Regions from separate parts of the Canis lupus genome. Here region 1 is linked to region 2. The links are chromatin contacts, called in public Hi-C maps. All regions are on one chromosome and are shown on one strand. The core of a region is the stretch at or near the end of the contact, and the rest is flanking DNA. Distances in the headings are between cores, read along the strand shown. Region 1 holds the start of P2RX3 (P2X purinoceptor 3). Region 2 holds the start of TIMM10 (mitochondrial import inner membrane translocase subunit Tim10).

Region 1 (4,909 bases), core at 284-2,783, 160 kb after region 2:
AGACCCCAAAGCATTGGTTAGGGAGAATGGGAAGGCGTGAGGGTGGTCTGTTCTCTGGTGGGAGCAGGAAAGGAAGGAGAGAGGGTCACCTGGGACGTCTCCTGGCTGAGGGTGGCACTGGGGCAAGAACTCCACTTCTTGGGGTGTGTGCCTGGAAACCACTCTCTGACTCCAGAGGATTTACTGGGGAAGAGGACTAATCTGGGGACCAGATCCCTGACTCCGTAGAAAAGACTGTTTCTTCCAAGAGAGGAAAGGCTCAGGCAGCTGGACAGCAACAGTGAGCGGACACCAGGCAGCAGCACCCCACCACCCTGCTAGGACCCAAAGGGCCACAGGACTCACCCCACAAAGTAGGAGATGATCAAAAGCTGGACTGCCCGGTTGATGACCCCAATGGTCCAGCTCTTCACAACCACCGACTTGGTGGTCTCGTAGGTGAAGAAATCTGACACGCAGTTCATACTGAGAGAGCGCTCGGGGGCCACTCAGGAGGGACCCAGTGGTGGCCTCAGGAGGGACAGGTCCTCGGGACAGGGAGACAGAGCTCAAAGCCTGGAGGGAACCGCTTGGAGGGGAGCCTGGTCCTTTAAGTCAGGAGACCCTAGCGCAGCGCCCAGGCTCTCTCTGCTCTTGACACCCTGGGCTGCCAAGAGTCCAAGGCCAGGGCGGGGGACCCCCTTTTTGTTCGTCTCCACCCCACTCCCCTGTGATGTCACGGCAGGGGTGGGGTCTCCAATCCCCGCTCCTGATTGCCTAGGATGCAGCTGGCTAGGGCCCTCTGGGAGTCATGTTTTATCTGCACTCTGTCTACCCTTTCTGTTCCGTGCTGCATCTTCCTCCCTGCTCACCAGCCGCCTCACGCTCTCCTTAAAGCCCCCTGCAGTGTCCCAGCCCCAGCCACTGAACTGCCTTCCCCAGGCTGAGTGCCTGCCTCATTCGTGACTCTTCCCAAAGCCACGCAATTCAGTGGCCATCCGCTCCCTTTCTGAGTCGTCTCCAATACCGTGGGTCAGGGGGAAGGGTCTCTTGAATATTTCTCTGGATCTCCTGGGAGGGAGTCGTAGAGTTCATGTCCCTAACTCAGGTTGGCAGTGGCTGAGCTCGCCCCGCAGCATAGCGTCAACCACATTGGAGTGTTTGCTTTTATTTTGCTTTGTTTTCCTGTGAGTTTCCTTAACTGAATCGTTTGTTAGATAACATGCTCCTGGGAGGCTGGGGCTGTTTCTGTCTTGTTCACTAGTTTTCTAAAATCCTAGAACCGGGTGGGGGTTCGGGCCATATTGAACGTATGCTGCTGGACAGGGCTGCGTGGCCGTTTCCCGGAGGTTAGGGTCACGAGTTCAGGGAGCAGCAGTGCATGCCCGCTGCCTCTCAGGCCAGCGTCGGGTTAGCAAGCTGGCGGAACCAAGTCAGATTGTCAGGAAGTCTTGGACTTAAATATTCTGTCCTAATGTCTTCACGTAGGACAGGTGCCACCAGTCATTCTGGATGTAGACTCATCGTGATTAGGGCAGAGGAGAGCTGGACCGGGTGGGGTAATAAAGAGATTTGGGGGCCCTGGGCAAATCCTCTTTGGGCCTCAGTATTCTGATCTGCAAAGGAGGTAGGAGTGGACATACTCACCATTTCTCCCAGGCCTGGCCTCCTCTGATTTTATAAGATGTGCCATCACGCTGATGCCGAGATCCTCCCTCTGCCATCCACGCTGGTGGGGACCCCTTTCTACCATCCACGCTGCTGTGGGGACCCCCCTCTGCCATCCACGCCGGTGTGTGGGGACCCCCCCTGCCATCCACGCTGGTGCGGGCACCGGGGACGCCCCCCACCCACACTGGTGCGGGGCCCCCCTCTACCATCCACGCTGCTGTGGGGACCCCCCTCTGCCATCCACGCCAGTGCGGGGACCCCCCTGCCATCCACGCTGATGCGGGGACCCCCCTGCCATCCACGCTGATGCGGGGAACCCCCCCCTCTGCCATCCACACTGATGCGGGGACCCCCTCTGCCATCCACTTCGGTGCGGGGACCCCCCCCGCCATCCACACTGATGCGGGGACCCCCCGCCATCCACTTCGGTGCGGGCACCGGGTCCCCCCCTGCCATCCGGCAGGTCTGACCGTGACCCCCCCCCGCCCCCGCCCCGCCCCCCGCGGACCCCGCCGGCCACCACCCCTACATGGACTGCGGGCTTCGGGAGGGAAGTTTTGGGTGCGGACAGAGAAGCCCTTTCAAAGAGCATCCGGTGCCGTGTGGCGGGAGGACGGGGCAGTCACTGCGACACCGACACCGCGGCCCCCTGCTCCCCAGGACCGTCCCGGGCGGGACGCGGGAAAGGCGCACGCAGGCGTCCGCGGGAGGTCAGACGGGAGACAAGTGCACGGCTTCTCCCCAGGACCCCGTCCTCCCCTCAACAGGTGTGACTTTTAAAGAAGGAGCCCTACGCGCCGGCACCTCCGCCTCGGGGTCCCCGCAGGGTGCACCGCACGCGGCCCCCCCCAGGTCCTCCAGGCCGGCTGGCGCTCTAGGCGGCCGCCTCGCAGGCGGGCCGGGCTCGCGTCTCTCTAGCTCGCTCGCTCTCTCTATGGTCCCTGCACCGCTTCCGGTGGCGGGCCTCGGGGCCGCGCACGCGGGAAAACCTTCCCGAGCGTCCCCCCGACCCCCTGTCCCCGCCCCCCCTCCCGCGTCCCCCAGCGCGCCCACCGCCCGCACCTGGGCCGTCGCGAGGCTGCCGCTCGAGGAGGTGGGTGGTCGCCGCCGCGTGCCCCGGGAGGCTGCGGGCCTCGCTCCCCCCCGCGGGCCGCCCGTGATGGGCCGTTCCGCGTTCGAATCCACGGGCGGCGGGCGAATCCATTTTAGGGGGCGGGGGGGGGCTTGGGCCCGGGGCCGCGGCGCGGCGGGAGCGCCGGGAGGGAAGCCTTGCCCTCGGAGCCGGGTCGCGAGCCGCAGAGGTGCAGCCCCCGGGGTTCCGCTGCTCGTTGCCATGGCGCCCGCTGGAGCGCCCCGAGCCGGCGTCTGGTCCCGCTGTAAGCGCGACTCCGGGCCGGGTTCCCCAGCCGCGGCTGGGCCTGGCTCCTGGAGGTTTGCAGGGCCTGCCGTGGGGTCCCTGGGAGACGAGATCCGGACACATCCCAGGTGCAGCCGGGCCTTGCCACCTGGCTCCATCCACGGGCTCAGGGAGGTGCTGCCTTTGATGTTTGTCTACCCACTCTCCCACCCCCCCCTTCTTGAATTCAGATTCCCAACCTGCTGAGTATCTGCACACCCACCCAGGAGTTGGGGCCCAGCTCCCAGTTGAGGCCAACAGGGGCTGATCAGAATGGCGGAAACACTGGAGTTCAACGACGTCTATCAGGAGGTGAAAGGCTCCATGGTAAGAAGGGCTTGGGCTTTTCGATAGGCTGAGAGATGGAAGGAGAGTAGGCTTTTTATCCATTATCCATGATGCTGCTATTTTGGAAAAGGAGTCCGAGTGGAATGTGTAGTTGGGTGTTTTCCCCAACAAAAGGCAATGCCTGCAGATCTCCCTACCGGGTCCAGTGGGGTCACGTGGCCAAAAACCCGTTGTAAGTCGAAAATACTGTTTGAGCAAAAAAAAAAAAAAAAAAAAAATCACAGTAATGTTTCTAACCCGATGAACAGGGCAGGTTAGTCTTACCCACTTTAAACAGGCCCAGAGTGTTTACGTTGGCGTGCGCTTCGGCGCAACCATCACAAGGTTTATTTTATGATTGAGTTTGGACACCTCATGTGGTTTATGAAATACCATCCTGAGAGTGAAACAGAATGAGTAGGGAATGGTTGGGTATCGGTTGTGGCCTGGTGGTGATCAACCCGGGTGACTGTGTGGCTGGCTGGGAGCTATGGTTCACTACCACTGCACCAGCGTCCTGAGGGGATTATATACCACCTGCTGCTAGCTCAGGAAAAGATACAGATTCAAATTATGGTTTCTGTTCGTTGCATATCGTTTCCACACCGTCATAAAGTTGAAAGGTTGTAAGTTGAGCCACCGTTATTCAAAAAGCATCTGTGTAGGAGTTAGAGGATTGCAGACTTTGAAAGGGACCGTCGTCGTGCGCTCCATTCCCCACTGCAGACTAAGGACCTGGTTACCAGGGTTTGGTTTTAGGATCCAGATTTCCAGGTTACTTTTTTTCTTCTTTCTGACCCTCACCCTTGCCAGCTGTTGGTCCTGTATCTGGATCTGGCCAGCCCGGTGTAGGTAGGTGTTGGGTGGGACTGTCTGTGCCCCGGACACAGTGTGTATTGTACCCTTGCATTTGGGCCTGTTTTTTCCAACAGAACGATGGTCGGCTAAGGTTGAGCCGCCAGGGTATCATCTTCAAGAACAGTAAGACGGGCAAAGTGGATAACATCCAGGCTGGGGAGCTGACGGAAGGCATCTGGCGCCGAGTCGCCCTGGGCCATGGACTTAAACTGCTTACAAAGAATGGCCACGTCTACAAGTATGACGGCTTCCGAGAATCGGTGAGGTGTCCTGTGGCCATAAACCCCCGTTTACTGTGCCACGTTGTTTATTTTTAATCTAGAAAGAGTTGGGGCTCCTTTGATGGCCGTGTAATTGCTAATTTTGGCTCCTTAGAGCAGGGCCATTGCGGCCATGAAGCACGGTTCAGCTTTGGATGTCTTGTGCTTTGACTCCAGAAGATTTTCTGTTATTGTGATGTTTTGGTGGTTTCTGCTCATTGCCTTTATCCAGATTCAGAGTCTTGGTACTTTAGTTTGAGTTTTTTTGTTTTAATGTTTCGACATGTTTGAGTTAAAGACAGTACTGCATTTGAATTTCACTTTCATCAAAGCACTGCCCACACAAAGTCAGAGAGCACGGTGAGGCACATAACCAGGAATGTCATTTCCATACTTTCCTCCTCCCCTGCTCTGACAT
Region 2 (4,806 bases), core at 377-2,876:
GCTACATTGAGCTAAAGAAGTCAGGCACAAACCAGCAAATAGTGTATGACTCCATTTACCTGAAGTTCAAGAATAGGCAATAGAAGTCAGAATACTGGTTAACTTTGGGAGAGCCGGTATTGACTGGTCAGGAACATAAGATAACTTTTAAGGGTGTTGGAAATACATTGTATTTTGATCTGAGTGGTGCTTATGAGCATAAATATATATTTAAAAATTAAGCTTAAATTTTATGTATTTTAGTCATTTTCCTGTATAGATGTCATACCTTAATTTTATTGAAAAAAAATTTTTTTTAAGTAACCTCTACACCCAAGGTGGGGCTCAAATTCAGGAGGATGGCTGGGTGGGGGGTGGGGGGAGGTTTGGAATCAAGAGTTGAATACTCTACTGACTGAGCCAGCTAGGGGCCCCTGTTATACCTTAAATTTTTTTTAAAGTGTGTGTCTATGAATTGAGAAATATTTATTTTATTTATTTTTAGTTTTTAACTTTTTTATTTTTAAAGATTTTATTTATTTATTCATGAGAGACACAGAGAGAGGGGGGCAGAAAGAGGAAAGGCAGGGTCCATGCAAGGAGCCTGATGCGGGACTCCATCCCGGAATCTGGGATCAGGCCCTGAGCCAAAGGCAGATGCTCAACCACTGGGCCACCCAGGCGCCCCTATTTTATTATTTTTTTAATATTTTATTTATTTATTCATGAGAGACACACAGAGAGAAAGGCTCCATGCAGGGAGCCCTATGTGGGACTCCATCCGAGGTCTCCAGGATCACACCCTGGGCTGAAGGCGCCGCTAAACCGCTGAGCCACTGGGGCAGACCTATACCTTACTTTTTTTTTCTATACCTTAATTTTAAAAAAGATTTTATCTATTTGAGAGAGAACGCACGCGCTCAAATGTGCACGTGGGGAGAGGCAGAGGAGGGAGAGGGCGAGAATCTCAAGCCCATTCTGCACTGAGCTGGGGGCCAGGGCAGGGCTCTGTCTCATGACCCTGAACCGACCGAGCCACCCAGGCACCTCTAGCTTAATTTTCAAGGATTGGGGCACCGGGTTTGCGAAAGAGGAGTCCTTGGAGGAGACATGAGGGCTGAATTTAGGATCCTGACTTTCTTGGGCAGTGAGGGAAGCATACAGTGACCAGCCATACAGCGTCCGGCCCACCTCCTCCAATGGGCAGCGGACGCTTTGCATCTTGTACACTTTGTTTACTGGGAAATCCCTTGAGAAACAAAAGGATTGGGGGCGGGTTTCTGTGGTGTAGGGGTTCAGATGGAGCAACGCACGCACGGGGTCTGGAGAGAGCAGCTCACAGCCCCTTCCTCCTCCTCGCTCTGATGCACTAGGTTAGCCCCGGCGGCAGCCAACGTTGCTCTTGTTCATCTCTCTGGGCCGGGGCGTCTGGAAGTTGCGCGGACCCGGCTCGTCCTCCTGCGAGCCCGGAGACAGCTTAGCACCTGCGGGCCGCTGCGCTCCCTCCGTCCGGGGAGCTCTGGCTCGCAACCTCGGCTGCACCAAGAAACCGCCCGAGGTCAACTGAAACATTTACTGAAGTCTGCGTCCTGCTCCCAGAGGTTCTGATTTGCTTGGTATGAAGCGAGGCATGGGCATCGGGGCACTGGGAGCGGCCCGGGCGACCGTAACGAGCAGCACAGACACTACGGCCTTGGAGGGCGTCCTTCCTTCTCCGCGCCGCGCCGGGGTCTGTGACCCGCCGTCGAGCCTCGGGGGCTGCGGCCAAGCTTCGCGGAGCCCCGCCCTCCGGCGCCCGCCTACAGACAGTCGCACTGTGACCTCTCCGCCGAAACCCTGGGGACGGCACCGCCAGGCTGCAGGCGCTCTGCACTGCGCCCAAGCCTCTATGGTATTTTGGCGTCCCCTCTAGCCCTTGCAAGTCGCCTTCGGGCACGGCCGGCGGCTCCTCTCTATGGTAGCCGATTTCCCCGCGCCGCCTCGTAGGGGCTTCACTCCGGAAGCGAGTCCGATCAAAGGGGAGGCGGGACTTCCCTCCCGGAAGTGACCCACGTGCTTCCGCCTTAGCCTACCTGGGCGTGCGGCGGCTGTCTAGCGTTTGCGCGAAGTTGAGGACACCGCGGGCACAGTGACTGGCCCCAGGCCGTGGTAAGTGACCGCTCGCTTCAAGGTGACCCCGATGCACCTCGCCGCCACGTCAGAGGTGCAGCCCCTGGGCCGGGACCCGTGGACCTTTAGCACCGCGTGTGATCGAATTCCCAGGGCCCTGGAGGTTCAGGCCCCGCGGTTCAGTGTTCCTTTCCGGTCCCGAGATCTTTTCCTGGGTAGAGTGGCCACGAGGGGCTGGGGCGCCAGGGCTCGATTTCCAGCCCCTCCATTGACGTGCTGTGTTCCCCTTCCGGGCCTCAGTTTCCATATCTGTGAGATGGGATAGTTGAGCCCACTGAGGTCAGTGACCCCTGCCCGCCCGGTGTCCTATGATTGTTCCGCATCCTCTACGTCCCCCTGGGATGGGAAACGGAACGGGAGGGCTCGAAGCTGACGGTGATGTCCGCTCCCAGGACTAGGAGGCCAGGAGATCTTTCCCACGGCGCAGCGCTGAGATGGATCCGCTCAGGGCCCAGCAGCTGGCTGCCGAGCTGGAGGTGGAGATGATGGCCGATATGTACAACAGGTGAGAGCCGACAGCGCGCTCCTTGTCTTTGACAGTGATCCTAGGTCACCCTTCCTCAGGGCACCTGTCGGAGGGTGCGCACCCCCACCTACGCTCCTCGTGGCTGAGGGCCAATGCAGACGCGGTACGGGTCGCTAGAAGGAGTTGGACATCTAGGTTGGAATGCACTTGGCAAGCGAGAGAAGCCCCAGTCCAAGCTCTGGTTGGCTTTCAGGAACGGTTGAGCGTTTGCCTTTGTGGCAAACAGCACGCAGCCCGCTTGGTGGTTTACATTTCTTAAACTCTTACTCCACCTCGGGCACATGCTGAGCATTCTACGCGCCTTCATCTTTTGTGATCTTCAAAATGATCCACCGGGTCGGTCTTAGTTGTCCCATTCTAAGGTGAAGACATGGAGGCTTCTAGAGGTTAAATAACATTCACAGGGCTCACAGTTGGTCAGTAGCAATGTCAGGACCAGGACCTCGGTCTGACTCCAAACGAGTGCCCACAACCATTTGGCAGATGCGGGAACAAATCATAACTGCGCCAATCACCACTAGTGTGGCCGTGGGCAAGTCACTTGGACTGCTTAGTGGTTTTCCTGTCTATAAAATGGAGGTGGGGCACATGATGGTGCAGTTGGTTGAGCATCTGACTCTTGATTTCATTGCAGGTCGTGATCTCAGGGTCATGGGATTGAGCCTCACATTGGGCTCTGCACTCAGCAGGGAGCCTGCTTGACATTCTCCCTCTCCCTCTCCCCTGTTTGCCCACACACATGCCCGCGCAAGTGCTCGCTCTCTCTTTCTCAAATACATAATACTAGTTCTTTTTAAATAAATGAATAAATATTGCTTCTAATCCTTTTGGCTAAGATCAAGTGTAAAAAAATAAATAAATAAAATGGAGATAATAATGGTGCCTACCTCAAGGAGACATTATAGATGTTAAATGTAGAAATGTGTGACAAGGGGTGCCTGGGTGGCTTAGTCGGTTAAGTGTCTGCCTTCAGCTCAGGTTATGGTCCTGGGATCGAGCCCCACGTCCAGCTCCCTGCTCAGTGGGATGTCTGCTTCTCCATTTCCCTCTGCCCCTCTCGTTGCTTGTGCTCACTCTCTCTCTCTTAAATAAATAAATAAAATCTTTTTTTTTTAAAGATGTATTTATTTATTCATGAGAGACACAGAGAAAGAGACAGAGACACAGGCAGAGGGAGAAGCAGGCTCCTCGCAGGGAGCGTGATGACTCAATTTCAGATCCCCGGATCACAACCTGAGCCAAAGGCAGATGCCCAACCACTGAGCCACCCAGGCGTCCCATAGATAAATAAATTCTTAAAAAAAAGAAATGTATATAACAAGCTCTTATTGGGTTTGTATCATGCCCAGTACAAAGTAAGCAGTCCACATGTTTTCTGGTTTTATTGGCTTCAGCTCCATGGTATTTTCTCTTGATGGCTTATCTTGAAGGCTGTATATTAGAATACTTCCAAATATTTAAATAATTTAAAAATGCAGGCCATGAGGTCCTGTGGGTTCATATCCCAGCTTTACAGGATCCTGAGGCTCTCCATGCCTGCATTTCCTTATCTGTAAAATGGGGATAAAGATTGTGCCTGCCTCACAGGGTCATTGTAAGGACTGCATAACCAGCCATGTCAAGCACTTAGCATGATGCCTGGAACATACCCAGTAGTCAACTAATGGCTCCTGTTTAAATAAACTTGGGCTCAGATCAGGTGAGCACTCTCAAGGACCTTCTCAGTTAAGATGCGAACTGAGGATTTACACTGCCTTCCTGGGATGTGAAATTAGCAGGGCAGGCATGATGGAGAGTTCCTGGTTGCCTCAAGATGCTGCTGAGCTGACCTTGCCCTTCCTTCCCCTCCAGAATGACCAGTGCCTGCCACAGGAAGTGCGTGCCTCCCCACTACAAGGAAGCAGAACTGTCCAAGGGCGAGTCCGTGTGCCTGGACCGCTGTGTCTCCAAGTACCTGGACATCCATGAGCGGATGGGCAAAAAGTTGACAGAGTTGTCTATGCAGGATGAAGAGCTGATGAAGAGAGTGCAGCAGAGCTCTGGGCCCGTGTGAGGCCCCAGACAGTATACACCCCAAGGTGTGCCCTGCCCCTTCCCACTCGCCTAATAAAAGTGCCCCTATTGGGTGTCAT

Evidence for each region. Hi-C and Micro-C count contacts between places; a contact is called where the count stands out from the background.
Region 1: a contact with region 2 is called in a Hi-C map of blood, with 3 times the contacts expected there. The contact joins the promoter of P2RX3 here to the promoter of TIMM10 in region 2. A contact is called at or near these places in 3 of 9 Hi-C or Micro-C datasets (amygdala and blood).

Annotation. Positions count from the first base shown.
Region 1 is chr18:39,267,880-39,272,788 of UU_Cfam_GSD_1.0, forward strand. It overlaps P2RX3 (P2X purinoceptor 3), which reads right to left and starts at 1,534. Exons shown (of 12, transcript XM_038563245.1): 1 at 346-1,534. The coding sequence starts at 464. It overlaps SSRP1 (FACT complex subunit SSRP1), which reads left to right and starts at 2,610. Exons shown (of 18, transcript XM_038563247.1): 1 at 2,610-2,743; 2 at 3,238-3,373; 3 at 4,306-4,491. The coding sequence starts at 3,320.
Region 2 is chr18:39,105,292-39,110,097 of UU_Cfam_GSD_1.0, forward strand. It overlaps TIMM10 (mitochondrial import inner membrane translocase subunit Tim10), which reads left to right and starts at 1,627. Exons shown (of 3, transcript XM_038562460.1): 1 at 1,627-2,127; 2 at 2,541-2,653; 3 at 4,526-4,806. The coding sequence starts at 2,583. The coding sequence ends at 4,727.